2 separate regions of the Mus musculus genome follow, and region 1 is linked to region 2. A link is a contact called in public Hi-C data. All regions are on one chromosome and are shown on one strand. The core of a region is the stretch at or near the end of the contact, and the rest is flanking DNA. Distances in the headings are between cores, read along the strand shown. Region 1 overlaps Gcn1 (GCN1 activator of EIF2AK4). Region 2 holds the start of Gcn1 (GCN1 activator of EIF2AK4).

What was found. A called contact is a pair of places that touch in the nucleus more often than the background predicts.
Region 1: a contact with region 2 is called in a Hi-C map of pro-B cells, with 1.9 times the contacts expected there. The contact joins the enhancer-like site here to the promoter of Gcn1 in region 2. A contact is called at or near these places in 17 of 39 promoter capture datasets (the 3T3-L1 cell line, 3T3-L1-derived adipocytes, the C10 cell line and 11 more), 3 of 15 datasets of contacts at CTCF or cohesin (the NIH/3T3 cell line, large pre-B cells and pro-B cells), 130 of 484 Hi-C or Micro-C datasets (the 3T3-L1 cell line, the 4T1 cell line, the 63-12 cell line and 68 more), 29 of 115 datasets of contacts at active chromatin or transcription factors (the 230-238 cell line, CD8 T cells, the HPC-7 cell line and 14 more) and 5 of 9 other capture datasets (adipose tissue, embryonic stem cells, embryonic tail and 2 more).

The regions. Positions count from the first base shown.
Region 1 is chr5:115,600,555-115,607,182 of GRCm38.p6, reverse strand. It overlaps Gcn1 (GCN1 activator of EIF2AK4), which reads right to left. Exons shown (of 58, transcript NM_172719.2): 34 at 4,551-4,797; 35 at 3,849-3,970; 36 at 3,059-3,173; 37 at 2,186-2,365; 38 at 490-710. Among named protein-coding and RNA genes, the nearest start is that of Mir7029, 23 kb to the right of the region's middle. Within about 2 kb of position 4,487, at least 5 of the 459 cell types and tissues checked have an H3K27ac peak or open chromatin away from gene starts, as enhancers often do. A contact at or near this core is called in pro-B cells, where this site is marked.
Region 2 is chr5:115,563,555-115,569,451 of GRCm38.p6, reverse strand. Gcn1 (GCN1 activator of EIF2AK4) reads right to left here and starts at 4,189. Exons shown (of 58, transcript NM_172719.2): 1 at 4,146-4,189. The coding sequence starts at 4,163. It overlaps Rplp0 (ribosomal protein, large, P0), which reads right to left. Exons shown (of 7, transcript NM_007475.5): 7 at 5,723-5,897.

The DNA of each region.
Region 1 (6,628 bases), core at 3,238-5,737, 37 kb before region 2:
TTTCTCTGTATAGCCCTGGCTGTCCTGGAACTCACTCTGTAGACCAGGCTAGCCTCGAACTCAGAAGTCTGCCTGCCTCTGCCTCCCAAGTGCTGGGATTAAAGGCCACCACCGCCCGGCGGTTTTTTAATTTCTTAAATTGTCTGAAATAGAAATAACTGCACTTTGTCCTCTCTTGGCTTTCGAGGAAGAGCTCTGGTGGATGGTAACATCACCCACACAGACTCCTGACAGAAGCATATTCTCCCAGTCAGAGACACTCCTGTGAGAGAAAACTGCAGCCGCTGGGTGCACACTCGTGAGGTCGCAGGGGAACAGGCCATGGAGACAGAACTCCGCCAATGATTCAGTTAGCCTTTGAACCACTGCATTCTGGGAGATGCCCACACTGTCAGCTCCCACCCTAAAGGTCCCAGGATTCCCTGTGAACCTAAGTGGCAACAATGCCCGTATCCATCCCCGTCTGCTGCAAGCCAGGCAGGCAACTACCTTCTGGTCTGTCAGGGAGTACATGTTGCCAATAATCTGCGCTGCCATCTTTCGTGTGTCTGTGGAGCGGTCCTGGAAGGCTCTCTGGACAATGGGCATGATGAGCGCCAGGGACGGGGCATCAATGAAGTGAACAAACTTGGTGTCCAGCAGGGTCTGCAGGCACTTCTGGGTCTTCCGTGATGGGTCTGTCAGGGCATCCAGCAGGACCGGGGCAATGGCTGCATGTCACAGGAAGATAGATGCTGGTTTGTACAAGTCTAGGAAGTGGCAGGGCCATGGGAGGTCCCCCGGCTGGGAGGCCGGCCTGCCCAGGAGAGCAATCCCTGCGCCACAAGGAGCAAGGGTGGCAGCTAGCACCCTCTGCACTGAGAACGGGCTAGTTTCAACAGGATGACCTGCAGTCAGCGCCGAGTTTCCTGGGTATTAGGGGCTTTGTCTGCAATCAGCAACCACATGGGGATTTTATGGAAAACAAAAAAGTTTTAAGGCACGGAAGACCCAAGAGTCAGTGATAAAAATAAAGCACTCAGAACTTAGAGCAGCCAAGTGCAGATGGACTGACTTCTCCAGACAGCCCCGCAGGAGGACTCTAGGACCTCCTCACGAGCTCAGACAGTTTAGCCTCTCTATACACACGCAGCAGTCAACAATAACAACCTACTAACCCACTTATAAAACAAGCAACAGTAGGAATAGACGATTCTACAGAAGCTACAGTGACAGCAGACAATGGGAACATGTTCAAGTCACTGCATCTTTGCCTTTAGGGAAAGGCACACCAAGACCACACAGACAGACAGGATGCAGAGGCAGCCAGGGCTCTTTGTGTTCAAGGCCAGCCTGGGCTACACAGTGAGTTTTAGGCCAACCGAGGCTACAGAGCAAGAACTCAGCCTCCATCAGCCCTCAGGAAAGAAACACACCATGGCTGGGCTGTATCCCAGCTGCTGGAGCCCATGCCTAGCACGTGAATCCTGGGCTCAGTGTTCAGCACCGCCTAAACCAGGTAGGTGTTGGTGATGCATGCCTATAATCCCAGGATTTGGGATCAGAAGGTCACAAGCATCCCAGGATACCAGGCTGTCCACACAGGCCAACTATGACAGAGAACCAAGCATCACAGGAAAGAACACCTCTGGGCCAATGAGAGGGCTCCCTGGTAAGGCACTTGCCACCAAGCCTGAACTGAGATGGTGCCCAGGACACACAGGCTGGGAGGAGGAGATCAATTCTCACTCTCTGTTTACTTCCACCATACACGTGTGTCTACATATATCCATATAACACTAAAACAATAAACATAATTATAACTTTTTAATTAAAAAAAAGGTTAATCCTTTTGTCTGATGGAATTCAGCAGAAGAGACAGTTGCCCGGAAACCAGGGTTTTAGACGGTGCTGATGGGCTCCGAGCTGCCAGGGAATAGGCAGACCGCACAGCTCAGCCAAGTGCACGGGAGCTCTCAGAGCCAATGACTCGGTGTCCCTAACCATGAAGCCGATGACAGGCTCCAGACTGCTTCCAAAGCGCCTTCAACCATTTAGTCTAACTAAGAAAGGGGCTTCCCAGCACTGAATATGAATATTTCAATATGGATGTATTTGTCCTCAGAGAGACAGTCAGTGGACGTTCCCTAGAGCATCCAGGAAAAGGGATGCAGGCAGGGTAAGTGCCCTCACAGGAGAAGCATACCGAGAATCTCCGGGTTTCTGATGACAGAGCCAATCTGCCTGAGGGCCTGCTGTCCAGCCTTCTGCACTTTGACGTGGGAGTCTGTCAGCACTTCTGTGAGCTTGGGCACAATGTTGGGCAGGCAGGACGACAGCTGCTTAGGTGCACAGTACGCCATTGCCCCGAGCAGCTCTACGGACCCTGCAGACAGGAGACACGCGTGCAGCACTGAGACACTCGACACTCACCAGCACATTTTCTGTAACTATAATTGTGGGTGGTGCCAGCCCGGGCTGGTGGTCCTGGATGTATAAGCAAACAGGTCAAGCAGGCCAGGAGGAGCAAGCCAGTGAGCATCCTCCTCTACGGCCTCTGCGTCAGCTCCTGCCTCCAGGTTCCCGCCCTGACTTCTCTGAGTAATGGTCTCTGAGTAATGGACTGTGATCCCAAGTTCCCTTGGGCCATGGTGCCTATCACAACAGAAGAGACCTAGCCAGGGCAGCAGGAAGACCTAGTTTGGTCCTGCAGGTGTTCCAAGGGTAAGTCACTGGGTTTCTCAGGGCTCAGGTTCCACATCCACAAGTGAGGAGATCATTGTTCTCTGTGCTGTTTCAAACTGTAAGGCAAAGAGGCCTGAAGGACAGAAGGGAGCCTCTGCAGGAAGGACCCAGGCCCTGCCCTCCCTACCAGAATCTCCATCTATCTGTTCCAGAAGCTTCCAGACTACAGCTTTCAAGCTCGGGATCTCCCCAGGGCTGTGGCTTCTGCATGAAGCCTGATCCAGGAATCAGAGCCCTAACTCTACAGACTGCCGTGTCCATACACAGGAGCTGTGACTACTTGTGTACCTACTGAGGGTCATTTTCAGGACAGGATGGAGGGGTGTGGCCTCACCAGCTTTGGTCCTCCAGGACTCCTCCTCCAGGGCAGCTAACAAGGACGGGAGCACCAACTTCACACCGTGAGCACTCAAATTGCTCATCACAGCTTTGGCACAGTCATCTGCAGCCTCAAGGGAGGAGAGAAGACAGTCAGGGGCCTCCTTGTCAGGGCAAGCACTGAGCCCGCCACTGACCCTCGTGTCCCTACAGTCACCAAGATGGTGGTTTTGTTAGACCCTGTGCCAAGTTCAGACAAACAGCCACACAAATCTTAAGGAGCTTCCGTACTAGGACTAGAGAGATGGCTCAGCAGTTAAGAGCACGTGTCTGGGCCAGACACTGATGGCATTTAATCCCAGGACTTCAGAGGCAGGCAGATCTCAGAGTTCAAGGCCAGCCTGTTCTACAGGACAGCCAGGGCTACACAGAGAAGCAACTCATTTAGCAATCATGAGGACGGAAGCTTGGACACTAGGACCACGTAATAAGCCAGGACATCATGTGTGTGCCCATATGAAGGGTTAGCTGGGGTTTGCCAGTTTCCAGCCCAGCTGAAAGGGGATAGAGGGCATCTGACAACCTCTTCTAGCTCCTGGAATCTCCTTATGTGCTCACACAGGCATACACATAGCACACATGCACACACAAATAAAATCCTCAATGCATCAGGGAACCAGAGAGAAATTCATAGCGGTAACCCAGGTAGGCACCGACAGGCCTCTGGCAGCAGGGGCTGGAACCCATCTTAGACCCCTCCCTGACCAAGCCTGCCTGGGAACAGTCCATTCTGCCCCCAGACTTACCTCGCGCACGTACTGGTTCCCATCCCCAAAGCACAGCAACAGATGGGGCAGCACGTGGACCACATAAGGCTCGAAGAGCTTCCCCAGCATGGTACAGAGCATCTCGAAGGCAAACAGCGCTCCTGGGGAGAGGATGACAGGAGGGCTGAGAACGCTAAGGCCACCAGGCTCCTGGGACCTCCTCAGGCGACCGTAGTCATGGACAGACTTAAGTGCAGCCGCCTGTCTCAGTCCTTGGGCAGGGATGTGGCAGAGGGCGACAGAGGAGGAGGCAGGGGAGTTTCCAACACTTTCTAGTACCACTAGGCAAGCCTCTCTCTGCTGTGTTAGAAGTCATAAAGCAGGTAGGGGAACAAGTTTATATCCCTGCACTCTGGAACCTGAGGCAGGAGGATCACCAAGTTGTAGGCTGTGCTTGGTAACTTAGGGACTCCTTAGCCTGAAACACGGAAATAAGAAAGGCTGGGGCGCAGCTCGGCAGCAGAGCAGCCTGCGTGGAATAGCTGAAGCCTGGGGTTCAGCCCAAGCAGTGCCAGACAGAAAAAGGGCGAAGTGCAGGTCAGCCCCACCATGGACAGGGCTGGGAGGAGTCCCACCTGCCCTCCCTTTCTCTGCTGTGTGCGTGCGTGCGTGCGTGCGTGCGTGCGTGCGTGCATGGGCACCCACTTCCTGTGCCGTCAGCCCCGGGCTCAGGGGACCCACCCTCTCGCCTTCGGAAGTTCTTCTTGTCCTGGATAGCATCAGTCAGCGCGGCCATCATCTCCTGCTGCTTCAGGGAGAGGATGCCCAGGCCCTTGACCAGGCCCGCCAGCCCGTATGCCGCCCCTTTGCGCTCCGCATACTTGTCCGACTCCAACAGCTGCTGCATGAGCCGCTGGATCATGCCCCCAGCATCCTCCTTGACAGCAGGCACGAGAGGTGGCAGGCAGCTGGCCACAGACTCCTGGACCTGCGGGAGCAGCCGTCGTCACATCAGGGACAGCTGAGCCCAATCTCACTGCTCCAGTGTCAAACAAAGCACCTGAGGAGCAGTGAGCTAGTTCCACAGTCATTACGACACACCCGCTCTACAGTGCAACCATCAACAAGAACCCTATAGTGCTGTTTCGGGTCGAAACCATAGCTCCTTAAACTGAGGTTCCCAGCCCTACATGGGGCCACACCCTAAGTCAATGTAGGGGTTGTGAGACACTAGGAAACAGTAAACATTTCTGAATATACACCAGCCAAACACTAATTCCAAATCTAACACATAAGACTCTGAGGTGTGAGCCGGGCGTGGTGGCGCATGCCTTTAATCCCAGCACTTGAGAGACAGAGGCAGGCGGATTCTGAGTTCGAGGCCAGCCTGGTCTACAGAGTGAGTTCCAGGTCAGCCAGGGCTACACAGAGAAACCCTGTCTTGAACCAACCCCCCCCCCCCAAAAGACTCTGAGGTGTTCCTGACAAAGCCCAGGAGTGTCGCCTCCTGTGACGTCACTGCAACCTCGGTCTGAACACACACAAATGCACTTTATCCTGAGCGTGCTGCACACCAACAGCAGTAATCGCTGCTCAGCCCCTCAGCTTGCACTGAGACCACTGTGTGGCACGGCAACATCTCGCTGTGTGTATCGGGTTTTATGCACTTAAGAGAATGATCCTGGCAAAAAACGAGAGACTTCAATGCTTTCCTCGCAGGGTTCCTCAGTCTGTGAGTGTCAGATCACTACAGCTGTGGGTCCACTGCCTTAGAACACTTACTTTTTAAAATCTGTTAGTCAGTCAGTTAGTAACAAGTGGTGACACACGCCTTTAATCCCAGCACCTGGGAGGCAGACACAAGTGAATCTCTCTGAGTTCAAGGCCTGGCAGGTCTGCATCAGGCCAGCCAGGGTTATAGAGTGAGACCCTCATCACACACCCCAAGAAACCTTAATTAGTTAATTAAGAAGTGATTGTACCAATGACCAGAGTTTCATTAAGAAAAAAAAAAGTAGTCTATGAATTTTGGCTTGGGGTTAAAACAACTTTCTGATTTCCAATTAAATATCTATGTAAAAGGGGAGGGTGAGGGAGAAAGCTCAGCCAAGTAGATGACCTGAGTTCTATCCTGGGAACCCACACTGGGGAGACCCTACTCCTGCAAGTGTCCTCTGATCTCTACACAGAGGCACGTGCCTCCTCCAACTAAACTAATAAGAAAAATGCCAATTAAAAATATATGTGTACTCCAGGACAGCCAGGGCTATACAGAGAAACCCTGTCTCGAAAAACCAAAAGAAAAAGAAAAATTAAAAAACAAAACAGGCCCGGGCAGTGGTAGCACACGCTTTTAATCCCAGCACTTGGGAGGCAGAGACAGGCAGATTTCTGAGTTCGAGGCCAGCCTGGTCTGCAGAGTGAGTTCCAGGACAGCCAGAGCTACACAGAGAAACCCTGTCTCAAAAAATAACAAAAAACCAAAACAAAACAAAACGGGGGGAGGGTATAGGGAACTTTCAGGATAACATTTGAAATTTAAATAAAGAAAATATCTAATGAAAAAAATATTAAAAAAAAATGTGTGTGAGAGCCTGCCACTTTGTACTACGTATTTATGCAAAGTAGCATTGTTAGCACTGATTTAAGTCAGAAATCAACTCAAACTGAAATTCTACATCCTAAGTAGTATCAACTATTTAGGCAAAATTTGTTTATTTAAAAGTAAATAAGCCCCCAGAGCTCGTGTCTCCAGCTGCATATGAAGCAGAAGATGGCGTAGTCGGCCATCACTGGGAAGAGAGGCCCCTTGGTCTTGC
Region 2 (5,897 bases), core at 2,940-5,439:
CCGAGCGGGGAAGAGGACACTGGTTTTGAGGGCAGTTCATCCACAGGAAGTTTAAATCAGTAACTTGAGTCAAGGGCACAGACAATGAACAATGCCTTCTTTTTACGTGTACTTTGGAGAAGGGCAAACGTTGAGTGTGGAGATTAGGGAACAACTTGTGGGAGTTCCCCACAGTGGGTCCCGGGATCGGGCTCACCGGTTCCTGCTTTTTCTTTTATGCTTAAATTCCTACTCTAATTCTCTAGGGAATGGACACGGTGGTCTCCAAACTATTTCTTGCTTTTTGATTGTTTGTTTGTTTGTTTGTTTGTTTTTGGTTTGGTTTGGTTTTCTTATGGCCCTGGCTGTCCTGGAACTCACTATACAGATCAAGCTGGCCTTGAACTTGCCTGCATCCCCAGTGCTCAGAGAAAGGAATGTGCCCCCACGCCCGGCTGGCTTTGGTAATTTAAGTGTCCTTTGTTCTCACTTCCATACCGGCAAAGAGCCCAGGAGCTCCAGATCTGTCCCCCAAGCCTGAGCCTGGCCAGCACTTCAGTGTCACCTCCACTGTTCCCAAACATGGAGGTGCTTGCAGTGAGACTTTTGTTTTCCCGCCAGTGGCCTTCGGACTCTGACCCCACCACTCTCTCCATCCCATCAATAGCAGTCCTCAGGGTCACAATGAGCCAGCTGCGGTGATTGATGCTGGAACTGTACGGAAACAGTACCGACACGACCTCCATTTAATGACTGTGTTCCTCATTCCGCCTAGAATGCCTTTCCCTGGAGTTAATAATTGCCCTTCCCACGATCCTGTTTGCGGTGTTCTTCCTAATCTTATTAATTATTCAACTCAAATTCTTGGTTGTGTGTCTTTATTCCGGAAGATTCTGCCCTTCGTCCAGGAGCCTGTCTCCCTGAGTTCTCTGTTCTTCCATGTGTAAGGTAACCACCACAAGTGCCCCCAGGGTCCGTGAAAAGGCTCGAGCCTCATAGTCAAGTCTGCCATGACGCAGAACTCCATGCTGAAATCACTGTCCTTCAGAACACTGAGGCGACTGTACTCCTCCACTGAATGCTAACCTTTACCTAGGGTTGGGAAGACCAAAGCTGTTGTAATATTTTTTGTTCTGACATGGTTGGTCGCACTATGTACAAGCAGGCCTCCAACTCTAACCTACTGTGTTTGGTTCTAGGAATGCCTGGTTCTGCTTTGATCTTTTAGAAGGGATCGGGTTTTCTGTCTAGAAACTTCTAGGCCTTTTTTTTTTTTTTTTTTTTTAAAGATTCTGAAATTTCATGGTCAAATGCTTTGCTGTAAGACTATTTTATCCACAGTGCTGAGAACTCTGGTCTGGAAACATCTCCATCAGTGAAGGATCCTGATCCCGTGAGCTCTGCCTTTCAGAGGTTCTGCAAGGTCTTCCCGTTGGTTCCTGAGTTTCCTAGCTCACGGATCAGGAGTCATTTCCTTCAGTGTTCGGAAATCTGTATCTCACGGGGGACGGGGTGTGTGTGTGCACACCCTTGATACCAAGGTTGGGAGGCAGAAGAAGAGCTCTCTGAGTTTGAGGCCAGCCTGGTCTACAGAGTTCCAGTAAAGCCAGGGTTACACGGAGAAACCCTGACTCAAAAACCAACCAACCAAACTCTACCTCTTCTCACGTTCTAGCCTCCAGACTTGGCCACTGCTGCCTGTGCACTGCTGCTCCCACATCCATTTGCTGGGTCTGCCTTGCTGTGCTGGGGACCAGACAACAAGGCTTGAAATGTACATGCCAGACACAAGGTCCATCACCGAGCCTGCCCTCCGCCCTAAAATATCTTGGAGGAGGGATGCTAGGGATGGAACTCGTGGATGCCAGACTCCACCACTGGGTTCCCACACAGCCTAGAGAGCATGCGCATGTGTATGTGCACCGTGCATGTGTTCAGATGTTCACATGCCATGGTGTGTGTGTGTGTGTGTACACACACGTGCGCTCATGCGTGCACAGGTCAGAGGACAACTTTCAGGAATCAGTTCTCTCCTTCCACCAAGGGATACAGGGGTCAAAACTCAGGCCATTTTGCTGGCACATCAACAAGCACTTTTACCCAATAAAACATCTTGCTGGCCCCGTATTATAATTTTTTAAATGCTTTACCAACCTTACTGAGGTTTGAGAAAATAATGCATATGTACTACCCTCTGCCTTCCAATATGGTAACATTAAACTTCCTTTTATTTTCTTTATTTTTTTTTTTTAGAGACAAGGTCTTATCACAGTGCAGCCTTGGATGGCATGGAACTTTGAGAGATCCTGCTGTCTCTGATTCCCGAGTACTGTGACAAAAAAACAAAACAACAAAACCCCTGTGCCACCACGCTGGGCAATAACAAAGCATTAAACTCATAGTGATAGTTCTCTCACAAATATGCAGGAACTTTTCATATTTGACAAGGAAGTCGAAGCTCTTTTCCTTAATCAGAAGTTGCCAGATTAGGAATAGCTTGTTGCTCAGCCCTTGCCCAGCAAGCGTGAGGGCCCTGGGCTGGGTCCCCAGCGCTACAAAGTAAGATAGGAAAAGTTTCCCACTGGAAACCTTATATGCTAAGAGCCTCTAGGAGTCACACTGGGCATTGGAAAGATCAGCTCTCACACCTCCCAAGTCCACCGATATCTCTGCAGACACCACTGCCCAAGAGAGGATTTTCTGAAATGACAAACCTGATGTGGCTGCTCTGAAGACATGAAGGACAAATCACTTGAAGCACAGGTGGAGAACCGAATTTTTAAATTTCATTTAATTCTGACGAACTTAAGTAAGCTTTACGGCTCTTTTGATAGCACAGTTAGGTAACCTACTACTAAATAACACAACTCTAGGGAGAAGATTCTTAAATATTCAGAAACATTAAGTAACTTCCCTTCTTAGGATTCACTAAGACGCAGCTCTGTCTAAACAAATTACCAAACCCTTTTACTGAAGACCCTTGCAAAGCATCTTTTTAATGATCAGGTTAAATGGCTCCTCTTTGGCGGGCCTTGAGGATCAAACATAAAAATCAATTAATCTCACCCCAGAGACTCAAACTGTTTTTTAAATACGTTCCTGCCAGGCAGGGTAAGCCCCCCACCCACCCATTAAGAAGCCACAGGCAAGATGGCTACAAGTTCAAAGCCAACTCACTATATATATATATTTTTAATTTGTTTGTTTCTCAAGACAGGGGTTTTGTGTGTGTGTGTGTACCCATGTCTGCCTGGAACTCCCTCTGTAGACCAGGCTGGACTGGCACTCAGAGATCCACCTGCCTCTGCCTTCCAAGTGCTGGGATTAGAGACGTGCCACCACCGCGCCACCACTACCTGGCCTTGATCTACATTTTTGAAAAGGGAGGGTGGGATGGAGACATGGAGAGAAAAAAAAATTATGTTTCTTATTTATTATTTCATCCTTCCACGAGGCTACAAAAGAGGCTGAGATGGAGAAGGGGGTAGCCTCAACGCCTCCCTGAACTGCAAGGTACCCACAGGTGTGAACGCACAACGGTGTCACGACTCTTCGCAGGTGAAGACATTTTGAGATCTCACCCAGGACCCAGTTAACACCCAGCAAACCCACATGGGACCCTACTATTTTGTCTCAATACATCTTCCCATAAAATAACATAGGATATCGGTATTATCACCACCACCAAATGTTAAAAGGACCGAGACCCTGAGGGGTGATGTCATTGATCCAACGCCTTGACGAAACCAACGAGCGGAGGCTCAACTCCGAACCCGTATGGACATAAAAAGGCTACGCTCCGAGTGTGGGCACAGAGTCGGGGGGCCTCTGCATCGCCCCGCGGGCTCCGGAGAACCGTAGCCGACGCCGAGTGTAAGCTCTGCCACCGCCGGGACCCGCACAGCCCCAGCACGGCACCCGCTACCCCGAAGCCAAGCGGATGGCAAGATGCTCGAGTCCAGGGTCGCTCTGCTCGCCCAGGCCGGCCGGAGCCTCGAGCCGCGAGCAGCCGCCGCCCCCTTCCCCCGCGCCGCCGCTTCCGTCTGCGCCCTCCGCGGCCGTGGGCGCCGCAGCCTCCGCCCGGGCAATCCCGCCGCCCCACTGCCCGCGCTCCGGGTCCGGTCCCCGCCGCCCGCCGCGTTGGCCGCCGCAGCCGCCCGCCTCACCTGCGTGTCCGCCGCCATCCTGCCGGCGCCCAGTCCGGAACCGCTTCCGGAGCGCTTCCGGGTCACAGCAGGGCCCACGCGGCAAGGCGAGGCCTGGCGCCCCCGGGCGGGAGGGCGGCCGCAGGTCGTGCTCTGCAGCCCCTGGGCGCGGGATCTCCTCGATTCGGCCTCCCCCGGACAGCGCCCTGCAGCTCTGGCATCCTTGGGGGGATCCCGGGTCCAGCACCGACACCCCCCATCGTGCTGTTTCCTAGGCCCCAGGAATGAACCCAAAGACTAGTCTCAGGCCCAAGAGGCTTGGAGGTTAGAACAGGTGATGGTGAGGTACGCGGGAGGGATGCAGGGATGACCCGGGAATTGCGTGACCTGCTGGGAGCCTCAACTGCAGACAGCTAGGGACAGGGTTGAGGAAGAGTTCGATGTCTTAGGACAATTATTGAATTTTTACTATAACTCAAGAGTGTGCTTGGAGAATGCGGTCTCCAGGCTTCTTGGCCCTCAGCAGTGGCAACTATACAGATGGGGGGCCGGGCGTGGTGTCGCACGCCTTTAATCCCAGCACTCGGAAGGCAGAGGTAGGCGGATTTAAGGCCAGCCTGGTCTAAAGTGAGTTCCAGGACAGCCAGGGCTACACAGAGAAACCCTGGGGGGTGAGGGAGGGAGAAGAAAAAAAAATATATATATACACACACATAGATGTATAGTGACGTCACAAGGTTAATGATAGCAATAGGGCATTGCATTTGATACAGTATTCACCTACTTGTTAGAGCCCATTTTTTAAATCCTCAGCTTTTCAGACTTAACACTTACTGAATGCCTATATGAACCAACATCAAACTACTATCGGGTTAGAGGTTGCAATTCTAGGGTAACTTTTTGTCTAGTTACCTGTGATGCACAGGCAGTATTTTAGCTCTTGCAGCAGCTTTTTACATAGCAAGTTATTCTAGTTTGCACCCCCGATTAGTACATCAAAGCAACCCTACATGCACACCTTAGTGGCTAGTTATTAACTGCCCCTGTATTCAAGACTTAATCTACCAAGAAAAAACTTTAGCCAGCACGTGGAAACTCAACTACACATCTAAACTACACAAACACAAGTATAACTTCATTACTAAACACACAGCAGTGACTCAATTACTGCAGGCAGAAGGCTGAGGCAGATCAACTTCTACACCAATCCTCATCTCAAAAGGCACAATCAGGCCCGAGTTCAATCACCACTCACCTGGATACTCCTTGCCATAGCTCAGTATCACCATCTCAGGCCCTCTCAGACTTCAGTCCTTAAACCACGCCTAGCTCAAACCCAGCCTTCTACCCCTGCCTCAGCCTTAAGCAACAGGGCTCTGGACCTGCATCACTCTGCCTTGGAGCAGTAAGGCTACCTATGAACAATGGCTTGGACATCCAGTGATATACAGAAAGCAGACCCAGATACCAAACCATATAGATTTGGTATGGCTCATAGGTCTCTTAACCATTGAGCTTAGTATACATATATATTATGTATACATATGATATATATCCAACATGGACTACCATAGGAATATAAAGGCCAGGCTTGGGGCTTGATGACATACACCTTTAATTCACACCTGGAAAATCTTTGTCCCAGACTAGCTATGGCACCAAGTCAAGAGACTGTCTCAAAAAACAAACAAAGCCCACAAAAACACTAGGAGCTTTAATTTTAGAAACAAAGATGCCAACACAAAGTAAACAGTAGCGGTTTTGCTTTTTCAT